2 separate regions of the Mus musculus genome follow, and region 1 is linked to region 2. The links are chromatin contacts, called in public HiChIP or PLAC-seq maps. All regions are on one chromosome and are shown on one strand. The core of a region is the stretch at or near the end of the contact, and the rest is flanking DNA. Distances in the headings are between cores, read along the strand shown.

Region 1 (5,601 bases), core at 1,488-3,987, 74 kb before region 2:
TGAACAGATACTTGTTCACATTTCAAACTTGGGGACACACCATACCTATGCTATTCAGGGGGTGGAAGATTTGGGGGAACTTTAGTGATATTTGGGGGTGCCATTGTGCCCATTTCTTGATACCCAAGGCAAGTCACAAAGGCTTGTGTAGAGAACTTATCTGGCACACAGGTATGTATTTGGGGGAGCAGTTTCTCAAAATGTGACCCTTGACCCTTCCTCACCTTGTTCTAGAGCTATTGTGAAGTCTTCCAGAAAGAAGGAAGAAATGAGTGTTGGCAGTTGTATTGGGGTCCAGGTAGAAAAACCATCAGCCGGGGATGGTATTTTTTTTTCAGGGTTTATTTTAAGTGTATGAGTACTTTGCCTGTGTGAATGTATGTGTGTTATTTACATGCCTGGTGCTGATGGAAGTCAGAGGAAGGCATCTGATGCCCTGGAACTGATATTCTGGACAGCTGTGACCCACCATGTGAGTGCTGGGAACTGAACCCTGGTCCTCTGCAAGAGCAGCAAGTACTTTGTTTGTTTGTTTGTTTGTTTGTTTGTTTGTTTGTTTGACACAGGGTTTCTCTAGGTAGCCATAGCTGTCCTGGAACTCATTCTGTAGACTAGGCTGGCCTTGAACTAAAAGATCTGACTGCCTCTGCCTAGTGAATGCTGGGGTTAAAGGCGTGCACCACCCACTGCCTGGTTTAACCGTCTGAGTCATCTCTCCAGTCCTTGAAAAGTCTTGCTTAAGTTCCTGTTTGCTGAGTTTTCCTCGGTTCTCATTTCACGATGTCCAGCTCTGTTAGCACCACAGCCGTGGTCAGAGCACGTACTCCAGAAATGTCCTGGGGAGGGAGGGGACTCGGGGGGACAAGGAAATGTGTGCATGGGTCACATTCCCTTCAGCAGCTCTTCTGTGCAGTCCCAAGAGCAGAGACACACAGGTACGGAGAGACAGACATGCAGATATAGATGAAGCAGCCCAAATAAAACCAAGAGCGCCACAAATACTTGCTCAGAATACCCCTCTGCCACACCACTGAGCTGTCCTAATCGACAAAGCATCATTGACTGCCTGGATCTCTGAAGCAGCTTCCAAGCTGGCCAGTGCTATTCATCCATCTATCCATCCTGCCACTGGATTATCTTTCTGGACAGCAAATCTGTGAAGGTCAAGAGGCCTGCCAAACTGATCTTGGGGAAAAGCCAAGCCCTTTGGATGCTCTCCAAGACCCTAAGTACCTACTCTCGTTTCATCTTACCTCCTGTTTTGGCTCCAGTCATACCACAGGCTGTTACAGGTACCTACCATGAGACTATGATGTCTCTGCATCTAGCAGCTCATTCATGCAGACACTTCCACAAGGAAACATTCTCAAATTGCCCTCCCCAGTCTGGGAGAGGTACCCTGGAGCCTTGGTCAACACATTTCCCTCACAGGGCTGAATTACAGGTGCTTATCTTCTGTGTACATGGGGGGAAAAAAAAGGACACTTTCTGAGGGGTGAGGTCAGTTAAGACTATGGAATGGACCTAATGTCAACTCTGGCATGGAAAGCAGGATGCCCTGGCCTGGAAGGAAGCCAACTTGGAGGTACAGAGCATCCCTCGCTCTGGCCACGCCCTCTTATCTCTGCGCTCTGGTTACCGAGGGAGCCGCCATCCTTCAGCGCTCTCGGTAGCCCTCTGATCGATGATCCTTCTCTCGGGCCTCAGGTGGTCAGGGGAAAAGCACCATGGAGCAGGTGCTGCGTGAAATTGGATTCTGAAAGATGAGTTGGAGTCTGGCCTCAGAAATAAAGTGTGGACATGTGTGTGCCTAAGGCAAGGGGGTATATTAAAGCATTCTCTTTCCCAGTCGTTGTTTCCCGCAGGCCTTCAATACAGGCTCCAAAGCTATCTGGCGACCGTGATGTCTCCTCTCTTCATCCCCGCCCCTAGGGACACCCACCGTGGCTCTCTAGGCACGCTTGAATGAATGGGGGAGGACCCATGCGCATGAATGAGCGCGTGTGTGAGCGAGTGTCTAGGCTAGCCAGTCCGCAGATGAGTGAATGGCGTCCGCGCCACTTCGGCCCAGGGGCGCGGGCGAGGGTTCCACTTCCCTTTCCCGCCAGCTGGTGGCCTCCAGAAGGTGGCAGAGCCGGCAGCGGCCCGAGCTGGGACGGCCGGGGCGCGGGATGGTGGGGGAAGGGGCGTTCCCGGCGGCCGCGCCTTCCGCGGCTATTGGATTAGTGGCCTTCAGGGATGAGCTCAGCCGGATCGGCTTTCAGCTGCAGCCTCCGGGCCGGCCGGGAAGGCGGGGAGCGAGCGGCCGTGGAGGAGGAGGGGGAGGCGGCGGCTGCAGCATCCAGAGCTGGCCCTGGCGGTCGGCGCGCCCGGCGCACAAAGGCGCTCAGCCCCTGGGGAAGGCAATGAGCGCACAGCTGCCCGGGCCCTGGCCACCACTGCAGCCCTCGCGGCGTGTGCTCAGTGCTCTAGGGAAGAAACCCGGTGCTCCGGGGACGGGCGGCCGAGGTGCGGCCCGTGTGCCCTGAGCGCGGGACTCGTCGCTCTCCAGGTCAGGCGCCAAGCTTTAGGGCCATCAGGGCAAGGGCTTCCGCATCTCGCTGAGATCAGCGCAGTGGGGCACTTCACTACTCGGGACCGGACCTCGGCGGCCTCTCCCGAGCGTCAACTTCTCCAAGAACGTCCCTAACTCCAGGGCACCCTGCGGAGCGAGAGGGCGCTGCCGCCGGATACAAGTCGAGAGGACGCGCCGCTGGTTGAGAAGCAGCAGCCAGCATCCGCGGGGTCGCTCGGGCGCCCCTGCGTGGGCGGCAGTGGCAGCAGACCTCTCTCCCGGGAGTCCCGGACCTGCCAGCGCTGGGGATTCCTCCCAGGCAGGCGCTCGCCCTCTCTTTTATGGTAAGTGTTCTCCAGCTCCTGCTAAGGGGTGATCGTCCGCCAGTACCGGTCACACTCGGTGCTCTTGGGGGACTCTCTGGTTCCGGTCCGTGGGAATGTCTCTGTGAATTATGGCATTCCGAACTGGTTGGTTTGCGCCCAGCCTCGGGCGTTGCGTTGAGGTCAGCCTCTGGTACTGTAGGTTTGAAACCGCTGCTCTCCCTGTAGTGGAGACAACACACACAAATTGAACCCAGACTCAACCGACTATGTTCCGGTCGTATATCCGTCACTCTCTGGGGTGACCTTGGGCCAGGTGCCACAACCACGGTTTCCTCATCCATAAGATGGGGGTGATAGTGTGCCCTTTTTTACTAGAGTGTTGGAGGAACTGCTGGGGTGGTGCGGAGACCCGCGTCTGGCATTCAGAAAGCACTTAGATACTAACTAGCGTTATTAGCCTTGTGAGTCCAAGCACATCATCCAATTTCGCAGAGCTGCCTCATCTGAGTGGCGAGGACTAATTTCTGGGGGTCTGCTCGTCTGTGGCTTTTGGAGCTGTGGGAGTAAAGCGTCTAGCACTCAGCAGCCGCTGGTGGTGATTGTTCGTCTCCGACGCTGGGGCAGGGAAGACTGATTGCCGGGTCCGGGAGTCGCTCGCGCACGGTTCCCAGCCTGGCTGCGAGACAAACTTGGAGAGAATAGGTGGCTCCGGATTCTGCTCTGGGAAGCAGGGAGGAGGAAGCCAAAGCCCGGAGTGCGGCAAATAAGTCCAGGAAAAACAAGGGACCCCAAACTCCCGGCTAGAAAGGCCCAGGAAGTGTGATTCCCACCGCCCCGTGGCCAAGCGAGAGCTGCTGAGTCAAGAAGAGAGAAGAGAGCACGTTTGTGTGGCTCTATCTAGAACTTTCAGTCCTGCAGTCCCGGGCTTGGATTTGAATTCGGCTTTCAGCTCCATCCCGCGGTGTGACCTTGAGCGATTCTTCTAAGGTCCGCTGCTCTGTGCTTCCCCTCGCCCTCCTCCCCTCCCCCTTTCTTCCCCTTCTCCTGGTTCCTCTCCCTCCCTACTCCAGGAATTGGTGTGAACATCTCTTATCCTTCCATTCATCTGCCCCTAACAGTTGTTGAGCCTATCTAGATTTAGAAGAGATAAGGGGAAAGTTCACTTCCCACTGTGCCCTGTGGAAAGCGACTAACCCCTGAGGCTTCCTGTCTGTTTCCTCACTTTGGCACCTCTGTCTTTCAACTAAAGCCTGCAGTTTCTATTGCTCAGGGTGATGGAGGATCTTTCAACCTCGCTGCTCCACTCGCTCTCCCAATTGGTTTTGGGCTGCCCGATAAACCCTCTATGCAGAACAACAAAATGTCAAAAGTGTGGTATAGACATCCTTTACAGACGGCCACAGTTTTTGAGACACACACCCTGAATCCATGTTTCAGATTTCCACAGCAAGGACGGTAAAAAGAATTTAAGCCACTTCTGGCAAGCTGCGAACAAAATTAGATTCACCAGCTATGCCATGCAAATATCTCTTCAGTTTTCATTTCTCTTCGACTTTAAGGATATTCAGTGACATAGAAATAAAATCTGCAAGGAAAAACCAGAAGAAGTCAAAAGTCACGGCAGAGCTGGGAAAGAAATGCTACTTACTGCAGTGGCTTCGTAGCTTCCAATTGGGAACCGATTTGGGGTGTCTGTGTGCTGGGAGTGGAACCTAGGGCTCTGTGCATACAAGATAAGCACTCCACCCCTAAGCTCTAGCCTCAGCTTAAAATGTATAAAGAATCAAGACAAGGAAGAGCCCCAAAGGACAAAGACTACAGACAATTTACCCAGAGAGAGTGAAACAGAAATAACACATATGCGCCTTACCTCAATAAGAAAAACGTGTGCTAAAGCCAGAAGATTCAGTTTTTCAGATATCAGATTGGCAAATAGTAATGGCCATTCACTAGCAAGAAGGATTTATCCTCAAAAATGTAAATAGTCCAAATTCCTTTCTAAAGCTAGAACTTCCTCGAGACTACTAGGAGTGAAGACTGGGCCTGCCCTCTAGGCCTGGCTTTCACTGACCCCACCTTCTTTTCTGTCACTTCCCCCTTCCCCACCCCTGAAACCCTGGCCTAAGATCTTGGTTTTGCTCCAACACTCCAGGGCTTATTCCTTTCCTGACTTCCATTCCTACCCCAAGTTGGTCACAGGATCGGAACCTTGTCATGGAAGCATGTCCCAGGATGTGGCTAAGGCTCAGGCCTGAGGCAAGGTCTTTGCCCTTTGAGAGAAAGACCCAGTCAACACCCCCATGCTCCAGTTAATTTTTTTCTAAGCCGGCTGGCTCAGCTGGCTCGCCGCCACACATCGGTGCTCCTGAAAGGGCCCTCCTCTGTTGGCACGGTAACAAAAGATCTCCAGGAGCTCCCTAGATAGAACAAGAAACTGGATGTGGAAAATCAGGAGGTTAGAGGGACCTAGCTAGGTCCATTAGAAGTCTTTCCTGGTAATCATTTTTTTTTTTTTCAAAAAAAAAAAAGTACTTAATGTCTGCACTTAACTTGTGTGAACATGATCACTCATACTTGGCAAAAAGATCAATAATAAAAAATTAAGAATCTAGCAGCACATTTGAATAAAACATGGTCCCTCCATGTGGGGGGCTGCCTTTCTTTCCTGCTGCTGCTCAGAAACAGGCATCGGTTCTGAAGTTGCAGAAAGCATCAGTTAGG
Region 2 (4,856 bases), core at 1,781-4,280:
AAAGTGTCCAGGTCACAAGCTGCTGCCTGCCGGCATCAAGGCAAGCTGACCAGCAAAGCCAAACACAAATCTAAAAGGAACCCCTCTGCCTTTACCGCCACCCCAGTCACCAAATCCTGAATATGACCCGACACGCCCTGAGCATCACCAGCCATGCCCTGAATGTCATCAGCTACTTTTGAACTTACAGGGTTTTGGGGAGTCACACATGACACACTTTTCTTTCACTTAAAATTATGCATGAGAGGCTCGCCCTGGGTTCACGTGTACCTGGGGCCCCTTCGTGCCCAGAGCTGATTTGTTTTCTCCTCTGTGAACAGACAGAGTTGATTTGGGCACCCAACTGGTGAGGAGCAACAACAGGGCTGCTTCCATTGCCTCTGTTACAGTATCGTCAGGGAGGTGGGCAGCTGTGACCTGGAAAGTGGCCATGGAGGGGGGAAGGGAGAGACAAGAGTCTCAGGCTGTGGCTCACGCAGTCTGCCAGGAGTCTGGAAGACAGGTGGCTCCACCTTTCCACCTTCACTCTGGCCTTGGGCCCACCTTTTTATTATTGTTCTTTGAGAGGGGCAGTATGACAGTCTAAATGCAAGCTTTACAACTCTGCACAAGTCTCTCTTCTCCAAGCCTCAGCTTCCTTCTCTCTCAGCCAGGAATGAGTAGTCACACTGACTTCAGATGGTCACTTTAAGACCTCAGTGAGATACATTCACCCTTGCAACAGGCCAAGCAGAAGCTCAGTAAACATGGGTGAGATAGAAGATAAATTCCCACTTCTGGTTCCAGGGGTTTGAGTCCTGGTTTTTCTACTTACCAGCTGTGCATCCTTAGGTAGATGGCTTGTGTACTCTCTTTCAGACTTTTCCTCCTTAAAATAGAGATGATAATGATATTTATTGGCCCCGGGGGTTGTTATGAGTTTTTGATACATGCATTTGCATGAATTGAGCCCCCCAAAAGAACGTGTGTGTGTGTGTGTGTGTGTGTGTGTGTGTGTGTGTGTGTGTGTGTGCGCGCGCGCCGGGCAGGGCAGGTTGGGATACACGGCTGGCATTCCCTGGGTAGCCTCCTTTTGTATGAGAATCAAAAGATAAGAGGAGAAAGTGAAGCTACTAGCCTGCGGTCTGGCCTCAGCAAAGGACAGCAAGATGTGGCCTTGGATGTATTATCTGGCCCTCATGAGAGTCCCACTTGGATTCCGGTGGTGGCCCATTAGAACTGCACCTCTCGAAGAAGTTCCCTCGAACCCCAGCTGCCATTGCTCGCCCCTCCCTCCTGATACCATTCCCACACAGCGGACCATTTGTGTTTGCTCCTTATAATTTGACCACAATCCTACGTACTCTGTTGCCAAAAGAATGCTTAGAACCAGGCAGTGGTGGCACACGCCTTTAATCCCAGCACTTGGGAAGGCAGAGGCAGGTGGATTTCTGAGTTCGAGGCCAATCTGATCTACAGAGTGAGTTCCAGGACATCCAGGATTATACAGAGAAACCCTGTCTTGAAAAATAAAAAAAAAAGAAAGAAAAGAAAAGAAAAGAAAAGAAAAGAAAAGAAAAGAAAAGAAAAGAAAAGAAAGGATGCTTAGCTGTAGCGCAAAACATCGAGGCCATATGTCAGTCACAGGTGAATAGGACCACTGTCATCTTCTTTCTCCACTGGTCTGTTTCAGCTACCAGCCCTGTCCCTGCCCTCAGCTTCCCTGTCTCCCTGATCCCTGATCCCTGTCTGTTTTCTCTACTTGTAACACTGCCCAGCCTCAGTGTGCCTATAACACTCCTACCCATACTTCAAAACCCTATTCAGGTTTCTCTCCTCGAAGCTTTCAGGAAGCTGCCTAGTTTCTGTCCCTTTGCGCTCAGAATTCTTTCCTATATTAACACTTTTAAAATAATTCACTTGCTGGGGCTGGAGAGATGGCTCAGAGGCTAAGAGGCTGCTCTTCCAAAGGACTAGGGGTTCAACTCCCAGAACCAACATGGTGGCTCCTAACCACCTGTATGTAACTTCTGTTTCAGGGGATCCGACACCCTCTTCTGGCCTCTTTGGGCACAAGGCTAACAAATGATACACAGATATACATGCAAGCAGAGCACCATGCATGCAAAATTAAAAACAAAAACAAAACCATTCATTCACTTAAAAATCTTAGGTCATAAGGAAATCCCAGACCACAAGCTCACCTCCAGGGCTGGCTCTGGCCCTGGCTGAGTTGTCTCTGTATCCCTAGGATTACCACAGGAAATGAAAGAGGAAAGAATTAATATGTGTATCTGCAGTGAGCTGGTGTAACTCAGTAAACTGTCCTGTATCGAGAGGTGCCAGCGCACCACAGTGGGCGTATGGAGGTCAGAGGGCCACTTTGGGGAATGGGTTCGCTCCTACCATGTTGAGTCAGAGTCTCATCTGTTTTCCATCTCTACACTGGTGTGCTGGGCTTACAGATGCCCGCAGCTGCATCTGGATTTTTTAAGTGGCTTCTGGTGCTCACTGTCAGGTTATCAGGCTTGTGTGGGGAGCACTTTTATCCCTCGAGCCACCTTCCAGGTCCCTGGTGGATTTTAACTTACCTCCCTTCCCCCGTCCCCCAGAACTTGAGTGCTGTAAGAAAATGTGTCCTTCCATTGCCCATCATAAACACTGGAGGGAAAGCGTGTGGGTTTGAAAGAATCTCAATAGCCTGGTGGAATCTAACCTGTCTGCTTGCTTGTTTTGAGACGGGATCTGGCTGTGTTGCCCAGGCTGGTATTGAACTTCTGGGCTCAAATGATCCTTCCGCCTCAGCCTCCTGAGTACCCTGAGATAAATCATCCTAAACGTTTTGAGCCACACATTCTACATCAGAACTTACCCTGGCAGTGGATAACTTTGTTTCCACTATTCATCTTTAAATACCACTATTTAGCGGTTGTTCTAAACGTTATAGTCTGAGCAGCTGCAGCTGCCTTTCATAATCATTGCTGAGTGCCTCTTACTGCAAGCAGGGATGGCTCTTCAGTAGCAGGGAGCACTGAGCCAGCTCAGGGGCAAGGGTAGGCAGCAGGCAAGCTAGGCGGAGTGAGGAGGTGTGGGCACTCACGCTTGCTTCACTGTCTTTGCAGCTGAGCCTCTGCCGCTGATGGACCTGTGCCGGCGATCCATCCGCTCAGCCCTGGGCCGACAGCGCCTGCGTGACATCGGCTCCCTGCCCCTGCCTCAGTCTCTGAAAAACTACCTGCAGTACCAGTGAGCGGCGCTGAGGATCGGCTGTCATCTGTGGTCACACAGCTCCAGAGCGTCAGGACACATCAGTGACTTGGAAAAGGAATGCCTGTTGCCATTGCTGCCACCGACCAGGACCAGGAGGCCACCTCGTGAACCAGAGTGTAGAGACCATTATCTTCCTCAAGAGAATGAATAAAACATTGGGCAGGAGACGGCATCCAGTTAGTTCCCCACTGCAGACAGACCCAGGAAAATTGGCCAGTGGAGAGAAAATGGGTTCTGAATAATGAATGACAGAAGCCAGCCCTTGATGGTCTCCTCCACGCCTGCCCCTGGCCAGGGCAGAGAGACTGTCCTCCATTTTAAGACTTGGTACCACTTTGAGAGATGAGTCCAGGGTCCCACAGCAGGGCAAAAGCACCTGGCCTTACCTCTCTGAGCCGGTTTCCTCATCCCCTCCTGCCCTCTTCCGTCATGGATAAAGTTCTTTGGCCATTCCCCTCCCCACTTTATTCAGGGACATGAATCTGATGACTTGCCCTGGGGACAGAGTTTCTTCTTGGGTATGATCATTGTAAGTAGTGTTTGCATTTTTTTTTTTTGAAAGAGGAGTGTGGTGAAGGTGGCTTTCTCCCAAAGGTGCTAAGGAAGATGGGGCCCTCGTGACACCAAGTCTGAGACACCCTGAGTATCCAGGGCTCTGGCAGCCATCATTCAGGGTGAAGCCTGGCTGTCACAAAGCTTTCTTTGAGCAAATTATTTTTTCACTGTAGGAGACTTCCAGTTTGTTTCTCGTTTCCAATATGTGTGTGATGCACCGTTTATTTATCAGCTGGGGCCCCGCGGTGTGGCCTTGGGACTGCAAAGGTGGGTATAACAGTCTCTGCAGGACCTGAGACCTATCCTCTCACAGAATGTTGCTGCTGCTGCTGCTGCTGCCGCCAGCGCCACCATTTGGCATCTTTTGTGTGTTCCAAGATACCCTCCACCCAGACTCAGTTTTAACTGGAAATCATCACAGAGTAGGATACAGAGCCAGACAGTGCAGCCTACACTGTAATGTGAATGTGACCTACAAGCAAGGAACATTTCTAATAAAAGTTTGTCATTCTGTCCTTCAGCTGTGTGTAAAGTGCTCTATCCATCATCCTCCCTGGTCTGTCCCCAGATCCACAGACATCAAACCTGGGAGTGCCTCTCTGTACACACACACACACACACACACACACAAACGTCCACATTCGAACCCCAACCACAGAGATGTAGAGACCCGATCTGGAAGACACTCTGTCCCCAGGATCTTCAAAGACTCCTATAAGCCCTGATGCTGAAGCCTTAGATGTTCAAGGTGACCAGAGTCAGTCAGGGTAAACCCAAGACCTGGCTCTGGGGCTGAATGCAGTTGGCCACCAGGGAGCAGTGCTGGTTGCTGCAGAGCAAATGAGGCAGAGTTAAGCTGAGCTCTGCTGGGGCTGGTAGCAGGTTAGCAGTTAGGGACAGGAAGGGGACTATGTCAGGACCAGTACAGGATTCACTTAGCAGCATCAGCCACCCATATACCACACCACACCAGACTCTAGGGCAGTGTCAGACTGATGTCTCTGTCCTGGGTGGGGACATTTACAGTTTGTTGTAAGACCTTGAGGAACTCA

Evidence for each region. HiChIP or PLAC-seq counts read pairs in DNA pulled down with a chosen protein or histone mark.
Region 1: a contact with region 2 is called in an H3K27ac HiChIP or PLAC-seq map of VIP interneurons, with 2.8 times the contacts expected there. The contact joins the promoter of Spsb4 here to the enhancer-like site in region 2. A contact is called at or near these places in 6 of 39 promoter capture datasets (3T3-L1-derived adipocytes, the SN4741 cell line, embryonic stem cells and 3 more), 19 of 484 Hi-C or Micro-C datasets (the Patski cell line, Sertoli cells, cardiomyocytes and 11 more), 21 of 115 datasets of contacts at active chromatin or transcription factors (VIP interneurons, bone marrow-derived macrophages, cardiomyocytes and 14 more) and 4 of 9 other capture datasets (adipose tissue, embryonic stem cells, liver and 1 more).

Annotation. Positions count from the first base shown.
Region 1 is chr9:97,015,491-97,021,091 of GRCm38.p6, reverse strand. Spsb4 (splA/ryanodine receptor domain and SOCS box containing 4) reads left to right here and starts at 2,737. Exons shown (of 3, transcript NM_145134.3): 1 at 2,737-2,898. Gm16010 (a long non-coding RNA gene) reads right to left here. Exons shown (of 3, transcript XR_871043.3): 1 at 4,751-5,601; 2 at 3,326-4,465; 3 at 1-3,099.
Region 2 is chr9:96,942,950-96,947,805 of GRCm38.p6, reverse strand. It overlaps Spsb4 (splA/ryanodine receptor domain and SOCS box containing 4), which reads left to right. Exons shown (of 3, transcript NM_145134.3): 3 at 3,102-4,324. The coding sequence ends at 3,229. Among named protein-coding and RNA genes, the nearest start is that of Gm51657, 48 kb to the right of the region's middle. Within about 2 kb of position 3,030, at least 22 of the 459 cell types and tissues checked have an H3K27ac peak or open chromatin away from gene starts, as enhancers often do. A contact at or near this core is called in VIP interneurons and trophoblast stem cells, where this site is marked.